3 separate regions of the Sus scrofa genome follow, and all the other regions are linked to region 2. A link is a contact called in public Hi-C and promoter capture Hi-C data. All regions are on one chromosome and are shown on one strand. The core of a region is the stretch at or near the end of the contact, and the rest is flanking DNA. Distances in the headings are between cores, read along the strand shown.

Region 1 (2,700 bases), core at 71-2,570, 140 kb before region 2:
GAATCCAGCTTGGAACCCAAGCATCAGGAGTTCTTAAAGATTCCCCAGGCAGGAGTTCCCATTGTGGCTCAGCAGAAATGAATCTGACTAGCATCCATGAGGTCGCAGGTTTGATTCCCTGGCCTCCTCAGTGGGTTAAGGATCCAGCCGTACAAACAAACAATACCCCCAGGTAATTCGAATGGGGAAGTGAGTGTAAAAAACTCTGCTCTATTCTAGGGCCTCACTGTGCCAGACTGTGATCACCAGACCTGCAGCCTCCGCTGACATCACTCAGATGCCTTTTTTTTTTTTTTGTCTTTTTAGCTATTTCTTGGGCCGCTCCTGCAGCATATGGAGGTTCCCAGGCTAAGGGTCGAATCGGAGCTGTAGCCACCGGCCTACGCCAGAGCCACAGCAACTCGGGATCCGAGCCTCATCTGCAACCTACACCACAGCTCACAGCAACGCCGGATCGTTAACCCACTGAGCAAGGGCAGGGACCGAACCCGCAACCTCATGGTTCCTAGTCGGACTCGTTAACTACTGCGCCACGAAGGGAACTCCCTCACTCAGATGCTTATCAGAAATACAGAATCTGGAGTTCCCTTTGCGGCTTGGCAGTAATGAACCGGAGTAGGATCCATGAGGATGCAGATTCGATCCCTGGCCTGTCTTAGTGGGTTAAAGAGCCGACGTTGCTGTGGCTCTGGCATAGGCCGGCGGCTTCAGCTCCGTTTAGACCCCTAACATATGCCGTGGATGTGGCCCTAAAATAGCAAAAAAAAAAAAAAAAAAAAAAGAAAGAAAGAAAGAAATGCAGACTCTCAGGCCCCGGCCCCCACCTGCTGAATCAGTCCCCACTTCAACAGGATCCCAAGTGACTCATAAGCACATTCACATGTGACAAGCACTGGCCTGGGGTCCAAAAAACACAATCGGAAGTGGGTGTTGGACACTTACGGACCTAGCAGATCAATGATTTACTGAACCGGGTCCAGAGGTTGCTGCTTTTGTGTTTCTGGTTCTCCGACACACTCCCCCTCCCCCACCAATGGATGCTCCACCTGGGGGAGGGGAGCACGACTGAGGACGGGGAGATAAATTCAAAGAGCACCTCAAGGGGACCCTGCAGAGTAAGGGAGGAAGAAGCACTTAAATGACCATATTCTATGCCGTATTCTAGATATATTCTGTTCATCATCTTATTAATTCCTACACTGTTTAATTACTGCTGCCAGGAGGAGTTGTTATGAAACCAATTGTTTCTTACTCTCCCCACCCCACCCTCCAATTTCTTATTTCATTATGTCTCAACATCTCACCAGATCACAAATTTAGAAAGTGAAACCAAGCCTGACTCAGAATTGGAATAAATATTAACCTGGATTTACTATTTCCTTAAAGAAGTGGAAAGAGGTCCAGATTAAAATAGGCCGACGTGGTGACCAAAGGCAACAGAAATTTGCAATTTTTTTTAACCTACGAGATCTTTTTTTTTTCTTTTTTTACTAACAATGCATATTTTCCTCATTTCAAAAGTGAAGCGTGGCTGTACGTGCATCTCTACATAGGGTGTGTGTGTGTTGTCTGGACAAACAGGGATTTTTCAGGATGACTGTATCTGGGCAAGGAGTCTGGAAAGAGCCCATGGCTGGGAGCAAGGACACCAGGATCCCTCCTGGCAAGTCACTTTGCTATGCTTTTTTTCCGTGCTTATACAATAAGGGGCTTTACATTCCAGGGTGTAAATTCAGATACCTAAAGAGGCCTAGGTAAAAATCTAAGAGTTCCCTGGTGGCCCCATGGTTAAGGACCTAGTGTTGTCACTGCTGTGGGTCGGATTTGACTCCTGTCCCAGGAACATCTGCCTGTGGCAGGCCTGCCCCCTGACCCAAAAAAAATCTAAATGCGGTAAAGGCAGCCAGTAATCAGCCTTTCTCCTTATTATTCTGAAAAAAATGTGAGCCCGATGCTTCCAGATTTCAAAGGAAACAAACAAAAAACCTGGATTTTTGTTGGAGTTCCTGTCATGGTACAGCCCAACAAATCCAATTAGGAACCATGAAATTGTCAGTTTGATCCCTGGCTTTGCTCACTGGGTTAAGGATCCGGCATTGCCATGAGCTGTGGTGTACGTTGCAAATGTGGTTCGGATCTTGCATTGCTGTGCCTGTGGTGTAGGCCAGCAGCTGTAGCTCTGATTGGACCCCTAGCCTGGAAACTTCCATATGCCGTGGGTGTGGCCCTAAAAAAGAGCAAAAAAAAAAAAATCTGAATTTTTGTTTGTAATTTCTCAGTTTTTGAATATTGGGAACTATATACCTTTTTCTCAGAATTTGGAAATCACACGAACCCTCCTGAGCCCACCATTCACCTGGGGCTGGCCAGGTAATGACCTTAAGACACAGGAATATTCCCAGACTCTTTAAAAAAAAAAAAAAAACAACAACATTGTTTTAAATTAAGGTATAGTTGATTGACTATGTGTGCCAGTTTCTACTGTACAGCAAAGTGACCCAGTCTTGCATGTATATACATTCCCTTTCTCATATTATCATCCATCACGGTCTATCCTAAGAGATTGGATATAGTTCCCTGTGCTGTAGAGCAGGACATCATTGCTTATCCATGCTAAATGAAATAACAGGCCTCTTTAAGAATTCCAGTTCTATCCCTTTAATGAATTTGTTGGGCTTTGTGTAGTCATATCTATGTTCC
Region 2 (2,700 bases), core at 200-2,699:
TATCAACTGGCTGCATTTTACCTGCATAACCTGTTTTTCTCCCCAACATTTCCCTAAGTGGAACTTTACTGAAGAGTCAGTCCCCTTCCCTTGCAGAGGCTTTTTTTTTTTTTTTAATCTCCCTCCAAGTGTTTATACCTGATCAGATGCTTTATTTTTTTTCACAGTAAAAAAAGAAACTTACATTCTTATATCACAACAGAACAAAGGGTGGAAAAAAATGTATACATGTAAGTGTAACTTGGTCCCCATGCTGTACAGCGGGGAAAAAAAAAACACAATTGGTTAATAGTATAATAAAAAAATGCCACATGAGATACCAAAAAAACCCAAAAACAAACGATGGCATAATATAGAAGACTATAAAAAGTTAAAAGCTATGCTAAGTTTTCCTCAAAAAGACATCTGACCAGGTCAACATTTAGCATATTTCGAGCAATGAAAATGAAAGCATTTTTTAAATACATTTTTGTGAAGTCCTGGAGAGAAAAGATTTCTCAACACAGCTCATCTAGTTTTTGTTTTTGTTTGGCCGCTCCCCTGGCATTCATCTGCTTCTTAAATTCCAATTCATTCCACCCTTATGAGAGAGTTGACATCTTTCCTTAGCATGACCTCTAATGTAAAAAGATCTGTCAAAACAAGTCCCTTTTTGGAGAGGGAGTTCGTAGTTTACCCCACAAAGAATTTCCCCAAACACCCTATATAAACAAGCCGATTTTTTTAAGTCAATGCATTTTTCACAAGTTGTCGAACTACGCCAAGATTTTCTCCTACCCCCATCAAACTAAGGCCTTAAAGGGGAGTAACATTGCGGAAAAAAAATCTACATAAATAGCCCTATTCATTTGTCCGCGAAACCTCACGAGATGGGCACGAGTCATAAATCCAGGCTAAACTGCTCAAGGCTGCGGGAGCAGGGATCAGAAGGCGGGGCCGACGGGGAACAGCTGGGGCGAGGGCCACAGGCTGCTTCTGTTAAGAGGATCCCAGCCGGCCCCCTTAATCACAATGAAGTTAGCGTCACATGACCACCTCTGCCTTCCGCCTGATACTGGGTGGCATATTTCCTCGAGGACTAATTCCGGAGAGTCTCCTTGGCTGCTTTGAGGTCCCCCTGAAAGAGCGTCCGAGAGCTACGGTTCCCACAGGCCCCGGGGATACTGAGGCCACACCAGGCCCCGGGCAGCGGCCGTTCAACCGCTTCTGAAAGGCCTGGGCGGGGCGTCGCACACCTCCTGGGCGCTGATTGGTCATTCAGTGTCCCCGCCTCCTCGGCCCCGGCGTTCTCACTCTCCTTTGACCTCGGTTTCAAGACATGCGCTGGACAGCGGTTGGCCGCCCCGGCTTCAGCTTCATCTTGATTTGCCCAATGAGGAGCGAGCTTCGCGGGGTCTGTCGGGAAAGGCATCCAGCCTATATAAGCGGCTTGCGGGGCGTACCCTGATGCCAGGGTAGCCTTAAGGGGTTCGAGAGAGCTCTTGGTTTTGTGGCGTCTTTCGCTCCTAGAGACGACACCTCAGGGACGATGGCAGAGGGAGATAATCGCAGCACCAATCTGCTGGTGAGTCCTGGCGGCTTCGTCGTGAGGGAAATGCGCTGGGTTTCTGGATATTAGGCTCCATGGGACGGCGCTGCGGCTTCGTTCCTATCACCTGCCGCGGGCCCGGCCTCCTCTCCCGGTGCCCAGGTGCAGGCGACGACTCCTGCCCTTTGGATGTCGTGGGTGAGCCTTGCTTGGCGGTCACTAGTCGTGTCCACGCCTAACATCCCTTGGGGACGGTTCGCGACGGAGCGAGGGCGCGTGATCATTCACCGCGAATAGAGGTTGAGGAGGAAGCGAGAGAAGAGGGGCTGGGACCCGCCTGGGGTGCAGTCACTGGCTGAGGGCCGCGAGTGCCCTGTCGAGTGCTTCGGGGGGCCCAGGCCCCAGCGGTATCCGGGTTTTCCCTCTTTCATCTTAAGCAGGACATCCTTTCGCCCTTTTCCCCAGTATTTGGTCAGGGGTTGAGGGTCAAAGGGTTGCTGCCGATAATTTGTTAGAGCTGGCACAGCTTAACACGGCAGCGAGGCTGCAAACTCACCGCTGGGAACCGAAAGTAAGAGTCCAGCCGGAAGGACTATGGGAGGTCTCGGCGTTAGTCTGTAACTGATAAACCTTTGGGGAAGGGGGAGGGTCACGGGAGGACTTTCGAGTAAGCAGGGGTCTAAAGGAAATGCAGTGAGGTTCTATCACAGGCAGACAATTTTAACCTCACTGAGAATCACGCAGGATCTAGGCAAAAGGGAAGGAAGGATCAGTCCATTTTCTACGTTGCATTTTCCCCAGGGAGAGTGCTAATGAATTAAGTGACTTTGCAGGGCAGTTTTGATTGTGCATGATTTTCGTTTTGCATTGATTTTTAGAAACGTATGACCTCTGCCCCATGACACACACACAGCAAAAACCTCTTCTCTGTGGTAAGCCTAGTTAGCCCCAGCCAGCTTCGTTTTAAGAATTGATTGTAGCACAAAGAAGTTGCCCAAGTTTACACAGCTGTTGAGACAACCGATATGGGCTCTGCTCTGCTGCTCTCTCTGCAGAGCAGTGTGGCTTTAAGGACAGGCCTTTGGCCTTGGATTTGCCAGATTCAGATCTGTTAACCTCTGTGTATCTCAGTGTCCTTATCTATAAAATGAAAATAATAACATCTTCCTTTC
Region 3 (2,700 bases), core at 100-2,599, 150 kb before region 2:
GGCATTGCTATGGCTCTGATGTAGGCCAGCGGCTGCTATAGCCCAGGGATCTCCATATGCCTCGGGTGTGGCCTAAAAAGACAAAAATACCAAAAAAAAAGAAAAGAAAAGATTTGTCAATCTCTATTGTAAATATTTGTCTAGACTGTTGATAATATCCTTGGGATTGACACATAGAAAGTCAAGCCAAATTGTTTACCAGAAAAATGTGGCAGGGGTTTGGTTTTGTCAGCACCCGCAGCATATGGGAGTTCCCAGGCCAAGGACTGCAGCTGCAACCTATGCCACAGCTCTGGCAACACCATATCCAAAACCCACTGCACCACAGTGGGAACCCCCAGAAAACTGGGTTTTTGAATAACATTGCCACCAGGAGCTTGTTTGAAGTGTCCATTTTTCATACCTTCCACTTTTGCAGGCCATGCAAAAACAGATGTCAAGATATTCCACCGGTTCTAGGTACTGGAGAAACAGCAGTGACCAGAAGGCACGAGCTGCTGCCCTCATGGAGCCTGTAACCTACTAAAGGTGTGAGGAGATACAATAAATTCCTTGACAAGTAGATATATCAATATACATACAAATGGTGATCGGTCCTGTGACTAACGCTAAAGTGGTTAAGCGGGTGGTGACTATGAGCAGGGTGAGTGGGTGCTGGTTGGCACAGCCTGGCCCTGATCAGATGACATTTGAGCAGAGACCTTAACGGAACAACATTCCAGGTGGAGGAAAAAGCGAATGCAATGAACGTGGTCTTTTCAGAATTCATGGGGAAAATGGTTATCTTAACATCCACAGTAGAGTCAGGCGGTGGCATAGATAATTTCACAGAACCTGTAGGTCCGAAGTCATAGCTATTTGCCTTTGATGTCCCTTGTCCATATGTGATGGTAGCAGCTGATTTGCTTTGAAATTAGGTTGTTCTAAAGTTATCACTAAAATTAGTTTTCATTTCCTAAGTAAACAGCAGCTGGCAGTACATTTGGGGGTGGAGACCAGTGAGCTGGGGAGAAGAGAAGAATCATCAGAAGTTTTGTATTTGCCAAGGGAGGAGCGGCACGTATCGGGGGGCTGAGGGGGTGTAGGTGTTCCAGACCCCACGGGCCAAGTGTCTGCTTAATCAGTAAGAAGTAAGAAACCTCACTGTCATCCGAGGTCCTTCCCTTCCTCTCATCCCCCTCATTCATTCAACTGCTGAATCCTGTTACAGCTCAGAAAGAGCCCTTGATGCTGGCACCTTGTCTCCCTCATCCTTGTGAGGGCTGGGATGGAGAAGGCTAGCTGTCCCTCCTGACTAATCTCACCTTCCTTCCCGAAGGCATGGCCAACCAGAATGAAGACTACATTTCGCAGCCTCCTTTGCTTCAGGTGTGGCCATGTGACTGAGTTCCGACCTATGACGTGGCAGCAGAGGTAATGTATGCAGTTTCCAGTTTGTGCTCTTAAAGGCGAGGAGCTTGTCTTCCACTCACCTTCCCTCTTCCTCTCTCTAGCTGGAATGTAGATACGCAGGCAGGTTTTTGAACCCTAAGGTGGAAGCTGTGTTGAGAATGCAAAACAAGATGGAAGAAGCCCAACAATAAAAAAGTACAATTTAATTTAATTTTAAAAGAGAGAGAGAGAAAAAAAGAAGCAGCAGCAGCCCAAGTCCCACAATCCCAGCCCTAGACCTCCAACATGGACTGTTATGTGAAAGAGAAACAAACATCTTATTCTAAGTTCACTTTGTTACAGAAGCCTAAGCATCTCACTCTCTCAGCAGTTACATTATTACTCCCAAATGGATCTGCTGCTTCTAATCTCTCACCTTTCTCTCCATCTCCTGGAGTTACTGCCAGCAGCAGCAGCAGCAGCAGCAGCAGCAGCAGCAGCAGCAGCAGCAGCAGCAGCAGCAGCAGCATCCTAAAAGGCAAACTGATCGTGTCACACCCCTGTAATAACAAAACGTGTTGGTTCCCAATGAAGATTGTTTTTCTTTCTTTCTTTCTTTGTTTTTTTGGGTTTTTTTGTTTTAATTTGCTTTTTAGGACTGCACCCTTGGCAAATGGAGGTTCCTAGGCTAGGGGACGATTAGGAGCTGTAGCTGCCGGCCTATGCCACAGCCACAGCAATGTGGGATCTGAGCCACATCTACGACCTACCCCACAGCTCACGGCAACACCAGATCCTTAACCCGCTGAGTGAGGCCAGGGATTGAACCAGCAACCTCAGGGTTACTAGTCAGATTCGTTCCTGCTTCTCCACAATGGGAACTTCCCAAATTAAAATTCTTTTACTTGGCTTCCATGGGCCTCAGAACTCTAGCCCAAGCTGCATTTTCTTTTCTTTCTTTTTTTGGCCTTTTCTTTTTTTTAGGGGGGTGGAATGCTGCACCTGAGGCATATGGAGGTTCCCAGGCTAGGTGTTGAATTGGAGCTGCAGCTGCTGGCCTCCACCACAACCACAGCAACTTGGGATCTAAGCCACATCTGCAACTTACACCACAGCTCACCCCAATGCTGGAGGATCCTTAACCCACTGAGTGAGTCCAGGGATTGAGCCTGCATCTTCATGGGTACTAATCAGGTCATAATCCACTGAGGCACAACAGGAACTCCCTTATCCAGCCTTTCCATAACTGCTCCAAGATCAACAGCTGTGTTAAGGCATCGAGAGGCTGAAGGACTAGGCTTGGCTGCTCTGTGAACTGACTGCCCTTGG

Evidence for each region. Promoter capture Hi-C pulls out the DNA fragments that hold promoters and counts their contacts. A called contact is a pair of places that touch in the nucleus more often than the background predicts.
Region 1: a contact with region 2 is called in a promoter capture Hi-C map of fetal liver, with 2.1 times the contacts expected there. A contact is called at or near these places in 2 of 5 promoter capture datasets (fetal liver and liver), 8 of 47 Hi-C or Micro-C datasets (adipose tissue, blood, heart right ventricle and 4 more) and 1 of 2 datasets of targeted methods (skeletal muscle).
Region 3: a Hi-C map of liver shows a contact between it and region 2, with 1.9 times the contacts expected there. A contact is called at or near these places in 1 of 5 promoter capture datasets (liver), 7 of 47 Hi-C or Micro-C datasets (adipose tissue, blood, heart right ventricle and 4 more) and 1 of 2 datasets of targeted methods (skeletal muscle).

What each region holds. Positions count from the first base shown.
Region 1 is chr3:26,623,146-26,625,845 of Sscrofa11.1, forward strand. No RefSeq gene overlaps it. Among named protein-coding and RNA genes, the nearest start is that of SMG1, 29 kb to the right of the region's middle.
Region 2 is chr3:26,759,196-26,761,895 of Sscrofa11.1, forward strand. ARL6IP1 (ADP ribosylation factor like GTPase 6 interacting protein 1) reads left to right here and starts at 1,450. Exons shown (of 6, transcript NM_001244213.1): 1 at 1,450-1,564. The coding sequence starts at 1,529.
Region 3 is chr3:26,605,677-26,608,376 of Sscrofa11.1, forward strand. No RefSeq gene overlaps it. Among named protein-coding and RNA genes, the nearest start is that of SMG1, 47 kb to the right of the region's middle.